Regions from separate parts of the Gasterosteus aculeatus genome. Here region 2 is linked to region 1. Evidence: chromatin contacts called from public Hi-C data. All regions are on one chromosome and are shown on one strand. The core of a region is the stretch at or near the end of the contact, and the rest is flanking DNA. Distances in the headings are between cores, read along the strand shown.

Region 1 (6,757 bases), core at 2,409-4,908:
TGATCGACTGATGTTCGCCTGATGTTGTGACATTGCAGGAATCCGGTTGCCAAGCAAGCGCACGTCTTCACATTCCTGCACCAGTGACAGAGTGTTGTTGTACGTGCATCTCTAATAATAAGTGTTGCATTGTTGCGTGTGTGTGTGAGAACCCAAACACGACGGTGTGGGAGTTGCCGCTTAGATGCTTTTGTAGAATCCAGTGCGGCTACACCTGAAATGTACACTGCCTCTATTCCAATACCAGACAAAGATACACAACCACAGTCGTAGATGTAAACTGAACTATCTCCATGACAACTGAGCAACTAAGTAGCACACTATGTAGAATGAATTATGTGATGATCCATCATTGTTCGTTTTCTTAGTAGAGTATTACTACCACTACCAGGCTTATGATGTTACCTAATTGTAACAATGTTCTCCGGCGCCTCGGAGTCATTCAGCGCTCTGGATTATTCTCAGCAGAGAAAGCAGAACCTTTTGCCACACAGCATGAAACCCTGACACAAAACGGCGTTGTGTGCATGCGGAAGTGACAACAGGGAGTGTGGCGGTGCACCGCCGGCGCTACCGTCCGTGTTCCGCTGACCTTAGTGAGAAAACGAGTCTCCCAGCGCCCCGTCGCAGCGCCAATGTTTCACTTTTGCTTTTTCTAATAAGATTTATTCCCCCCTATGAATCCTTAGTATTACGTCTTTAAAGGGGAGAAACATGGAGGTCCGTCAATACCGAGCTAGAAAAATAAGTTGCATTTAATCCCCCCGTGTTAATTAAACCGACCTGACGATGGATGTTTGATTTTGAGTGCAAGGCGCCGGCAGTGGGAGTGTGTGCTTGTGCGTGCGTGGGTGTTAATGTGTTGACATGATTACAATAACAATTAACTAGTTGCTGAAAATATTTCCCATTTCCTTCTAACATAATGCCACTTTTTTTTCCCCCCTGATATGGGATTGAGTGTCGAGTGACTGACTCTCCATTTCCATTTCTAATTCCCATTTAAAATCTTTAAGGGTTCCTCAACAGGCCGCGGGTCCGTGTCAGCGGTTAATTATAAAGAGCTGCTGGGCTGAGCGGCTGGTTTCCACCGACAAATCCATCAAAAGTCCTGAGGCGGGCGCGTTCCTCCCGACTCCTAAAACACTTACTTATCAAAGGTCCCATTGTACGTTAGGAGCTTGAGCAAGAAGCTTTAATTGCTTCCAGATCATCTGAACAACAGACTTATCGGCTGAGTTCTTGCTGCAGCTCTACTTTTTTTTTTAGCGCTTTCACATGTCGAAAACATCAAACAAAAATGTTCCCTGTCATACAAAACTGTGAGTTCAACGCGACAGTTTTACAAGAGCTTGTGGGTTCAATGTTGTTATTGGGAAACAAGCCCCGGTGGTGAGAAGGTGTATGTGATTATATGTGTAGATACACACGTGTATTGTAATGTTCACATACCTAACGCACAACATCATGGGATTCATGCAGATGGGATTAGATTGAGTTTTATTGCTGTAGTTGATAAGTTTTAAGTGAATGTCAGATACTACAGCATCCTGTAGTAGAAACGTATCATGTGTGGTTCGTTTGTGTAAAAGTATCTACAGTAGTAAACTAAGTGAACACGCAGTAAAAAGCCATTATAACTCCCTCTGAAATGCAGTAAACCAAATGTATGAAGCACAGAACGGTTTCTCCAGTTATATTATATTCCACCACTGGTTGTCTTTAAAAAGAGTTGCATTTAACGTCGCTGATCACTATTACAGCAACAAACAACTTTTTGCGATGTGAAGACGTAAAAAACAAAAAACTGGTAGCTCCTACAAATCAGTATTCAGGAACCTGTAATATCACAAAAGATTTAATTAAAATGAAGTCTTTATGAACTCTCCAGCAAAGCAAACATCCACACAAATGGACGGAAAATAAACAAGCTCCTTCAAAATGCAGCCACGCTTGCGTACGGTCACAATCAGCTATTTTCAGCGTGGCGTTACGGAGGCGATCATACATCGCAGGAGTTTATTAGCATCCAGAGTCTCTCTGCTAACAACCGATGGATACATAATTTATAGCTTTTTATCCATCTGCTGCCGGGGGGAATGATGCAAAACAACTCGGCCAGTCGCGGCGCGGCTCTGGAGCCGCTGTTTACGGGCCTACGAGAGCGAGAAAACAAGTTTCTACTGAGGCGACGTGAACCGTCTAATAATCTGCCACCGTGAGGGGGAAGACCGCATCATTATCGCATTCCTGTTAAGGCGTCTGGAAAAGGCCTCCCAGTGGCCGTCACGGCAGCTTCAACTCCCAAACTGAGTTTACCTCCACATACGGACGCTCTGATCCATCTGCTGCTGTGAGTAGTTTCTTTTTGGGTTTTTTTTAAACAATCATTGGAGCAGATGTTGTGGGACAGGAAGACGAGGCATTGTGCGCTGATTTTATGATCTTTTTATCATTGACGCAACGCTGCGCTGGTGAATCATCACACTCCTGAAGTCTGAAACAATGAAGACCACGTGGTTCCGAACGGAAAGCCATTGCACCCTACTGTACTTTACAAGTCATTATTGCAAGTTCTACTTGCAGATTACATTTCTGATGAATGATCTTGCAGAAAATACGTTAAAAATACGTCAAAATGATCTAAACCTTTGTCTGCGGCCAGTTGGTACTAAAGCAGGTTTGCAGCAGTGAAACGGAACCGAGATGAAAGTGAGCGAGATGCTCCGTCGCGCAGCAGGTAATTCCCCTTTGGTTTGTCACAAGTGACCCATTTCACACACAGTCAGCCTACGTGGTCAGTTGCTATTGTTGAAACAGCAGCGGCACTGATACAAACTAAAACAGTAACATCCGCTGAAAGTGCTGAAAGTTGAAATGCCACAAAGGTAACTAAAGAAACACTAGTCCAGTAACCGGAGTGGTTTTACAGTAATTAGCCGTTTTCCAGAAAACACAAGAGGTATAACTCCCACAGTGAAGAGTTAAAATACAAATTAGGGATTAAAGCAGCTTCGAAACAAAGGAGCCGAAAAAAAGAGAGCCAATCTAATTAAGATCTCAATCACTCAATTAGACTTGAGCTGGAGAAACAAATGGCAAATAAATTCTTTCATCATAACAACCGGTTTAATTGCTCCGAGACGACGCACTGACATCTGGCGTGCCCCCTCCAGACTGCCGGGTGTGTATTAAACACACACACACACACACACACACACACACACACACACACACGCAGAGCAAGAGAGAGCATTTGCTACAGGAACACGGAGGGATTGGGCGGGCGGGAGTTCAACGATGAGTGTGCCTCCACTGAGCCCTGACTGCGTTTATGGGCGTGAAACTGCCCCGAGTGCGACGGAGCCGCGGCCTGCTTCCTCCACCCGCACGTGGTCAGCGCACAGCAGTAGAATTACCGGGGGCGGGGGAGGCTTTTGTCTCAGACAGAGAATGAGGCCACTCGCTCCCTGAGAAAGAGGCGATGTGGTTTAATGTCGACGCACAAAAACATGCGGGCGGAATCGTCGTCGCGTCTTCGTGAGGCGCTGTTGTGGCCGGAGATGCCAAAACAAACCTCCCCCCCTGCGCTTGTGCCCTCTCCCCTTTCAGCCTCGGGTTCCCAGTACTCGGCTGCACCACGTCTTGTTATGAGTCCGTCTAACCACATCCTCGTGCTGCTGGCAGAGGGGTCAGGGTTCAGTCAGGTTCCTCTGACAGGCCGCAATAACGAGAGCGCTGAAAACGAAACTGTCTCTTTTCCACAGCGACTACCTCTTTTATTCCACCCCTCCGCCTTTCCTCCCCCCCCCCCCCCCCGTCCAGTGTGAGCCTTTCTGCAGAGGTGTGTCCTGTTGTGCACACCCTGCGTGCACGCCTGCGTCTTCCTCGCGCTGTCCGATCGCTTTCTGGGCCGTTAGGGGGGGAAAAAAAACCAAGTGTATCAGGATGAATTTGGACAATGAAGCAAGCAGCCATAGATTTTGAAACGGCCCTCGTACGAGAAGCAGGATGTGTTGTTGCACAAATGTGTGGAAACCTAAAAAGAAAAAAGAAAAAAACTGGTAACTGGTCGAAGGGGGTTGAGTGCCGACAGCAGCAGTGATGGAGGCCGTTTCTACTGATCTCAACGGCGTTGAAACAGAATGTTCTCTGAGGGAAGCAGTGGAGCTCTTTACAGGTGGAGATATGCTGTCCTCTGCTGGTTGAGACTCCTGCTGCAGATACAAGATCTACAACCAGCTCACGCTGATGAACTCACTAAAGCTCAGAGCGTAAATGTGGTTTCTCTTTGGGTTCATCCATGTTGAATGTAAAGGCAACACATTTAAGCTGTAAGTTCCCACTTTCGCTTCTTCTTCTTCAAATCTCAAATCCTAAGAGTACGGACGTGAAACAAAGCTGTCATTAAAAAGGTTATCACAAGTATTTTTTGTGAGTGGATATTAAGCACAGGTAAAAATGAGAATGTTCCTTGTTAGAGCTTGTCCATGTTTTCGACAAGTTATATTTGCCAGGTCCGTGGTTTAAAAAAGAATATAGTACATTTTGAACCAAATACTAGATGATCTGTTTGGCTTTATAGAGCCCCGTCACCGTCACAAACTTATCATTGTTTATCGCACATTGACGGTTAATATTATTTCTATTTACTTCCAATAGACCTCACGCTACTTATGAAAATGTGTAAAAAGGACACACTGTGGAGAGTTTGCATTATTTCAAACCATGTGGGCGTAATGTATTTTTCTCTAAACTTTTGCTGGTTATAAGGTTAAAAAAATATTCCAACATTCTGTATTCATGAGGCTAATCTGCCAAAATGCACTTCCCTATTGCGATGTTGTTGCACTGCAAGCACTAAAATTATAACTTAAACAGGTCAAAGTGCACGTAGACGGCCACAACAAATCCTCCCACATGTGCCCACCGGCCTCGTGGAACCGCACGCGCACAACTCACCAGCTTTCACAAAGAGGCATTAAAGGGGGGAAAGGGGAGCCGGTGCAGCGTGATCCACCTCGCAGGTTCACTGCCGCCGTCTCCATCTGATTAATAAATATCAATCGGGTGCGCTGATCATCGTCACTTTAAAGAAATACATTTAAATATGAAGATTCTGCAGGAAATCAGAGTGTTTTTCACGCTGGCAGAAATACTCAGTTCTAATATACGTAGGGACAAATGGAAAACTTTTTTTGTTGCCATAACCAAACTGATTTATGGGAATAAAAAGTGTGTATGAATAAATTTGTGCAAACTTTCCAAAAGTCAACGAAGGCTCTTCCTCTGTTGTTGACCCTCCTGAGACTAAAAGCCCTCACCACGAGTTTACTGCCCTCCCGCTGGATTTCTTCCTTTGCTCCTGTGAATCAAAGCCATTTCTCGCACGTCTTAAGTTGAGTTTCCATTCCCGTCTTAAGTACAAATCACTTACAGAACTCGATCGAATCAAACGGCTCAGACAGCAACAACAAAAAGCAGATGCTGCGTGGTGAAGAATGTCTGCTGGAAGTCGTTTTATTGCTCGAGTACCAGATGTTTACATTTGATCTTCCAGCGAGCAGCAGTTCACAATCCCACGGGGAGCGTGTTGGTATTAATAGGTCCGAGCGGCGGGTGTGTGTGAGACGTGTAAGCGGGTCGGAGACGTGGTCGCAGGGTCGCTTGTGGTGGATCGGCGGGCCGACTCGGAGGTGTTTGCACATTTCTGCCGACGGTGTCCATCCGAATGGCTTCGACCTCCGGGGGTCGGACTCAATATTTGTTGTGTGGATGATTTATAAATATTTCCCTTTGGTCTCTCCGAGGGCCCGATATCGGGGCCGAGGGAGAGCGCTCTCTGAAGTAAAGCCAAGAAAGTCCGGTTCGGTGAGATGGCTGCGTGCTCAAACACACACATCTCGCTGTACAGCTTGTTGAAGCCAAATGACCCCGATCAGGTAAAGCATGAGATTGAAAACTGGAATGGCGGAACGGTCCAATCATTGTGAATTTGCATCAAAGACACAATGAGGCAGTCATCGGCCGACACGCGGCTGAGATCACAGACGCACACCAACAATCCGAGGACAGCGCTCCGTGTTTAAACCTGCGTCTAATGAGGAGGAGAAGAAGAAGAAAAAAGGCGGCAATTAAATTCCCCGCACAGCGGGGGTGGATGTTATGAGGGAGGTGTGCGGGGGTCGTCTTTTTCTGCCTGAATATCAGAGGTTTAGAGTCAGTGATTAAACGAGGAAGTGACAACAACCTCGAAGGATTTCATCGTTTGTTAGGTTTTTTTTTACAGAAAAGTAGAGAAGCTGGTTTTCGTATTTACACTACTTACACACAAATTACAGAACCTTACAGGAAGGTCTGGTGTGCATCAAGAACAGATCAGTAACATGTAAAGACACATTATAAATGTTGACACACCATAAAAAAATGTATTAAAATACCATCTGCTAAATGTACTTTAGATATTAAATGCACTTGTTCAAACCTGACATTGATGGGATTTACATCACATACAAATATATACACATATACTTGATTGTCTCGATGACAAATACTTTATAATCGTCTGGACGGTTTAATATACGTGTCAAATCTTTATCTGTTACAAAAAGCTATACTGAGCTAATACTCATATTTATGCTACGTGGGGTGAATGTATTATGTTGTGTACTTTGCAGCACTGAAAAGCACTTTGACACAGAACGAACGCAATGAGAAGCCTATAAACTAAAAGACGGACGGATGCAGGTCTTATTAT
Region 2 (6,757 bases), core at 1,381-3,880, 170 kb before region 1:
TTAGTTGATTTGTTGGGTTTTAGCAGCTTTTGTTAATATTCTTTTGTTAAAAGGAGTAGTAAGATGTGTAAGCAATCCCATTTATTTAGCGTGAAGCAAAAGTTGTAGTTCATAATGTGACCAGCAGGTGGAAGTAGAGCTTCAGATACCTTATTCAGATCTGAGCCATCAGGATGTCAATTCTTGATCTATTTGGTTTCACCTAAAAAGTTCTTTTCAGAGTTACTTTCCAGCCCTGAAGCAGCCCGATGAGTTTAAGCTTGTGAGTCACTCAGTAGCAGCTGGTCGTCTTCCCAGGATGCCGTGCTGCATCGTTGATACTGTTTTGCAGCGAGAGGGCCGGGCAACCGGGACGACGAGTTCACCGATTGGCTGAATTCTTTGTCTGCCTGGATGTCATTAATGTGTCTCCCTGAGATTGAAACTTCACTTCAAAGCAACTGAAGCCTAAACGTGTGAGTGTTCAGTAACGTGCACTTTGCAAATTGACTATGGAAGGCAGTTATTAGGTTAGAGGAACAAAGAGAGCCCCCCCCCCCCCGAGGTCGTACAAGGTGCTTTGATAATTTCATGGCGGGGCTAAAATCTCAGGTCAAATAAGAGTAATTTCCTGTGTTGATCTGTTCTGTCTCCGAGCTTCACTGTGAACATGACCCCTCTGTAAGCTGTGCCTATGGAGACTATTACTTCAGGACTACGGTTGCCATGGTGAGACCCCCCCCCCCCCACCACCAAAGTGTGACACTTCCTGACCGTGGAAGTGGATTTGTACGAGTCTGAACAGTTAATAAACAGATTCCCGTTGGAAACGGCGACAGAGTGAAACTCCTGCAATATCACACTTCCTTACTAGCAAACTGATTGCAGCAAATACTTGAGTATAAAGATATATTATAGTCTTTATACAACCACATGGCCGTCATGGTTGTTTTGCTGCTGGTGGACAAAATAAATCTTTTGGAGCAAATTCACAGGCTGCTGTTTATTTGAATGAGAACATCGTTCTCGCACAGAGGAGTTCCACGATACCTGTGATGCAAGAGCACACTGCACGATTCTGCTGTTTGCTTTGCTATCGTAGCAACACACTATCGTAGAAGCTCATTGCTGCTCTTTGCTTTCTCATTTCTGACTCATAGTGTTATATTTCTGCATTGCGTGTCTTGTGTCCCGCTGGTTCCTGTAGCAACATGCAAAGATCTCTGGTCTCTGAATCTTGGCTCGTCGATCGTTGCGCTTTGGCTTCGTCTCCAATCAAGCCGGAGGTGAGCTTAAACTGTCTCACTCTATTGTGTGGAGCCGATGAGGGCCGTTCAGACGGGGCCTTTTTCTATTATCTTTGGTGTAGATATGAACATCTGTAGATGGAGCCACTTTGTTTGATATCGTTATCTGTCGCCAGTTGCATGTGTTTTTTTTCTAAACAAATGCCGTGTTTTGCACCATAATAATAATAAAAAAAAGCCATCATGACGAACCGCCATGTTTTAAGTGACCCTCTCGTCCACCATTGTCTTGACGATGCAAGATAGCCTGCTCTACAACCCCCCCCCCCCCCCCCTTCACCTCCCTCCTGCGTCTCCTCCCGAGTCAACAGGCGGTGTTTGTACAGCCTTCTGTGTGTACGTGAGTAAACAATGGAGGTTTGGAGCTGCTCTACGTTCCCTTGTCTCCCATTTAATTTCCAGGTTGAACCTCCGTGGTCCAGATCTCTTGCATTAGACCATATCTCGTCAAGTGAAAGTCAACAGAGTTTTATCACATTTGTGATGGTAAAACAAACGTGTAGCAACTGTAAAAAATGCAGTGGCCCAAGATGGGCTTCATGCAATAGGATGTGTTCCAGGAATGACATTTCTTTCATTGTTCAGCTTTTTGTTGTTGTTGTTTGTGTTTTGGTGTGTGAAGTCTCGGCAAAGACTCCTTTTTGAAAAGCAAAGCGGATAAATAAAGGTTAAATGAAAAGGCGCCACGCTGTTGTGCCACCAATTAGTTAGGGTCAAAGGTCAGCTAAGGTTGTGCTTTTGGGTGAAACGGTGAACATCTTGTGTCTCATGCTGTTGGCTTCATATCTTCATGAAGTGACCCTTTTTAAGGATGATGCAGGGAGGCCAAGTCTCTATCGATTAAAAACAACCATCACGGATGGTTGGAAGATGAGAATCGCATAAAACCATCTTTCAGATGCCTGACAAAGCCCCGTTTGTGTGTGACCAGTTGATGACAGACACATGTACTTATTGTGCTGCCAACATCCTGCATGCGGCCGGGGAAAATCCCATCGTATTTAGTTTTCCCAGTTTAAAAGTCAAATGTGGGGCTTGTGTGCTCGGTAAAGCTGTAACATCCTCCACAGGTGATGGCTGCCGTTGAGCCTGTTTACCTGCCTTGCCTGTTGATCTTGCTAAAAGCCTCTCACACTCCCTCAACACACACACACACACACACACACACACACACACACTAAACATGTGTGTGTGTGTGTGTGTGTGTGTGCCCAGTTTAAACACACACATTAATAACGACTGTAATGCCGTTCTTTGTTCGAGTGCTTTTACAGGTTCAACATTGACCTTCGTGTTTAATCTTGCTGCACAAACGACCGTCACTTGATATGCACACAAATCTTTTGTCACTGTCGGCCGACTCCCACGTTCTTTAGAGAAGGGAACACAAGGACAAAGCTCAGACTGCTCTCTCTCCTGACATAATTAAAACACCGGACTCTTAAGCCAACACAAGTTATTGTCCGGGCTCGTATGGCGTCGTACGTCCATAAAGGGTCAAATTCAAGTTTATTTTAATATCATCGACATGTATTTGATCAAACTTAATTAATATTTGAACACAGGCTGCTTCTTTAGTTCAGAATGATGTCGTTCTTTTGTGTTTTTCCATGTCTAAAAACAAATAATTCATCATGTACTTATGAGGAGATATGGGTACACAAGAGACAAAGACAATGCATGCGTGCGTCCGTCCACACCCTCCACTTTGTCCTCCGCCGCCGCAAGATGTCACTGTGGTCCATTCATTCTTGTATTTCCCTTTGCATCCCTCCTCCTCCACACTGTTGACTCCCCCTCCCCTCCGATAGGAAACAGATGGGAGACCTTTGCTGCGGGCTACTGCCAAATGGAGCAAATTCTCATTACAGCGTCTGCAAGCTCTGTTTATTCTCTCCATGCTTCACCTCCACCCCCTGCACCACTTTGCCATCTGATGTGTTGAACACTTGCCTCCGATGCAGGCGTGTTATTTTGATGTGCCTCGTTTTGCTGATAAGATATTTATCATCATTTTTCCTTTAGGGCTGCTCACAGTCATCTGCTTCCTTGCCATGTGAACTGTGTTAATGTTTAATGTTCATTAATGAGCCAAGTAGCAATCAATGCATCGCTCCGATCACGTGTTTGTAAGTTGAACCTGTGGGTCCCAACGTCGGGGTCCTGGACCCCTTGAAGGAAGGGGGGGGGTTGATTTCCCAGGTAGGAAATGAGAAAATGCTGCACTCGTCTGCACAAAGTTATTTGAATTTCTACGTCTTTTTGTAAAATACTGTAGTTTTATCCTGTCTGTTATAAAGGTGAGTAAAAGTTATTAAATGGGAAAAACTGGAGATTCATGGTTTTCACTCGACAGCGATGAGTTGTTTAAATCTTGGAGTTTGTGGGAGAGAATGACTGCTGATAAAACGCACTGTAAGTGTTTAATAGTAAATAATAAACACAGCATCATAAGCATCCTGTATTGAGATACAACGTTAGGTTGAAGGTGATACATTTAAGCCGTCGTTAGCGACTATTTTACATCTCGGCCTCACTTCTGGCCTCACGGACACATCCCCAGCTCTGGGAGGCACTTGCAATGGAATATAAATGACATCATTATGTAATATTCAATCTGTTGCAGCAGCAATATCCTATTCAACAGATCGGCCCTTTTTCCCCACCCGCCCTGCGTGCTCCTCTTCTTCTTCTTCTTCTTCTTCACGAAGAATATTAAAGAGTTATTAAATTAATCTGTGCTCGCTGGCGCATGTTATTGCAGTGCAGAGTTTTGTGGGGCGAATGGAGCAGTCAGGCCGCACCTTTAAGCTGATTTATTAACGCTGCAAGGGAATCACCAAATAGACCTGATGACCTGTTTTATTTTGCACAAGCGAACACCTTCCCCCAAATCCGCTTATGTCGTCAACCCTCTCATTTTTTAAATGTGTCTAAATACAGGTCTGGTTATTTATTTGATTCTATTGTGCAGCGCTATTGTCGCGGTTTCTTTGTCAATGCAAAAATACAAAAAACAAGTCATGCTTGTGGAAAATATTTCATATATTTCACGTGTTATTGCTGATGTATTTTATCTCATCTGTTCTTTGGCTTTGCTCTCGTAATGAACGTTTTTCATTTGTCATGTCTGGTGGAGCGCAGTGATCGGCTTTACTTTTATTAAAACGTACCGCGCAGGCGGCGATGAAATACGAGGTGTCGGCCGCTCTCTTCTATCTCTTTCACGCCGCGTTCCCACATCAGTCTCTCACCGCTCGCATCGGCCGCACCCTTGGATATTCCAGCGTGCGCGAGCTACAACAAAGCCCGCCAAAAATACTAGCGCACGTGGTGGAATGTTTAGTCACTCTTAATGAACCGTACACACGTTTCACACGGGTGGTGTGTTCTTATTTTTTTTTTTTTGCGTTCCCACGTTTTTATTCACTTGCGGCTCGGTGAACGAGGAGAATACAAACATCTGGAGGGTTGGGGATGGAGCTCTTAACATCTCACCACCCATCAGGTGCGTGAGATGTGTGCAGACTTATCTCCCATTGATTCCTAACCTCATTTATCAGAGTTTATGCCACCAGTGTAAACATTTAATCCAGCGTGAGATTTTTTTGGGTTCCTTTGGGTCAACAGTTTAGCGGTTGCATTTTTTTTTTTTTCAAGCCTCGAGACAAAGTCTGCTTTCAATTATTTTTTCGCAAAATTGCTTTAAAGGGTCCACGCATGATTAAATATTCATTATGTTAAACTAAGCAATGTCTTTGTATATAAATCCATATTAGATTTAGCTGGCAGGCTGCCTTAAGCCACATCAGAAGGATTTCTGAGGCAAAAGAGCCCTGGACCTCCCCAGCAGGTTCCTTCCTCCCGGGTTTGTTTGTTTTTCTTGTGATGTAAATAATGATTTCTTATTATTTTCCTACCTTTTTGTCCTGCAGGCCCGGGCGCGCGCACGCGGGACACACGGGACATTTCGGTCGCAGGGAGGAGGGATGTTTGAATTTAAAGTGTGCAGGGGAAAAATACACACACGTGTCAGTCGGTCAGGCGGCAGGGGAGCAGCACTGATCATTCCAAAAATACCTGGACAGCGCCTGAAGAAAAGCCAATTGTGTGTGTATCTGTGTCTCAAGCACAACTTTGTGTGTGTGTGTGTGTTATCGCGTGTACACTTGTTTGGAGAGCGTAGGGCAGGGGGCGAGTAAAGCCATTTCATTTCAAATATGACCGGTTTCCCTGAAAATATTTACCCAATATTTTTTCTCCTCCCAAGCAAAATGGACCTCTTTGATTGTTAAGATTGCTCCGAAAGACCTCATGGAAAATAAATGCAGGAGTATTTGAAATTCCTGAGTGGATTTTCCAGGGCCGCCTAGCGTGAGCCCATGTTTATTTGTTTTTCAGCGGCAGGGGGGGGACGAGGGTTGTGTTGACTCTAAAGGTATTTGGTTTGTCTTCTGTTACAGACATCATGAAGGGCTCTTACTGCAGATGGTCAGAAATAGGACAAACTTGAAGCAGCTGTGTGCTCTTGTTTCCTCAGATAGGAAGAAAAAAAAAAAAAACACACTTGTGTCTCTGCCAAGTAATATGTTTCACAATTTGCTACTGTGGTGTTGTGACTTATATGGCTTTTTTATCATTCTATTCACCAGTGTCCAATAAGTGCAGCCGCCCCGCCCTCGGCGGTGTGACCTGTGACCCTCTCGGCCCCCGAGCCGCTGGAGCGCCACTGGAGCGCCGCCGTAGCGGCCCGAAGGAACGCACGTCACCCGTGAATGAATTGGACAGGCGCCGACCGCAGAAAGGGAGCCTGGTGTTCTGTAGAATAACATGTGAGAAAAAAAGGAAAACGTAACGGCAAAAGCCTCGGTCCCAACCTCCAGCCGCATACGAGTGATGCGTGCCAGGCCTTGAGAGGCGGCGGCGTGAGGAAGCCGTGGGACTGCCCTGCAGATGGGTGGTCCAACGCACACAGACCCATAGAGGGGGAGAGCGTGTGGTGCTTGTAACTTAACGCGCGGCCTCACACTGAACAAAAAAGGAAGGAATAGGAACTAGCATGACAGAATTGGTTCCCCTCCCAGTGAAACACACACACACACACACACACACACAGCTCCTATTACTGGGATAATGAACTCCCTCACACACAGGCCATGATTGACTCTTTGCAACACGAGTGCGTCTCCAGAAACACAGAATGCACACATGAGGCACGTGGGTCTGACTCCCAGCTAGCCCTCATCCTTTCACCCTTTCACACATTCAGCCTTTCATTAGTTAATCTAACTGTTCAGTAGTTGGGTCACCGGGCATAGTGGCCTACATACATTACATCACGGGGCACCTTTTTTGACACGTTTTGTGCACAACATTGCTTTTTAATTATCTTTGCACAATCCTCGGTATGTTATCATTATTTTTTTGGCAGGACACCAAAAACCGAACTAACTTGAGCTTAAGTTAAATCA

The links. Hi-C and Micro-C count contacts between places; a contact is called where the count stands out from the background.
Region 2: a contact with region 1 is called in a Hi-C map of skeletal muscle, with 17 times the contacts expected there. The contact joins two enhancer-like sites. A contact is called at or near these places in 6 of 6 Hi-C or Micro-C datasets (blood and trunk muscle, liver, skeletal muscle and 2 more).

What each region holds. Positions count from the first base shown.
Region 1 is chr12:20,396,637-20,403,393 of fGasAcu3.hap1.1, reverse strand. No RefSeq gene overlaps it. Among protein-coding and RNA genes, the nearest start is that of uacab, 40 kb to the right of the region's middle. Within about 2 kb of position 3,658, at least 4 of the 9 cell types and tissues checked have open chromatin away from gene starts, as enhancers often do.
Region 2 is chr12:20,570,419-20,577,175 of fGasAcu3.hap1.1, reverse strand. No RefSeq gene overlaps it. Among protein-coding and RNA genes, the nearest start is that of LOC120812450, 13 kb to the left of the region's middle. Within about 2 kb of position 2,630, at least 3 of the 9 cell types and tissues checked have open chromatin away from gene starts, as enhancers often do.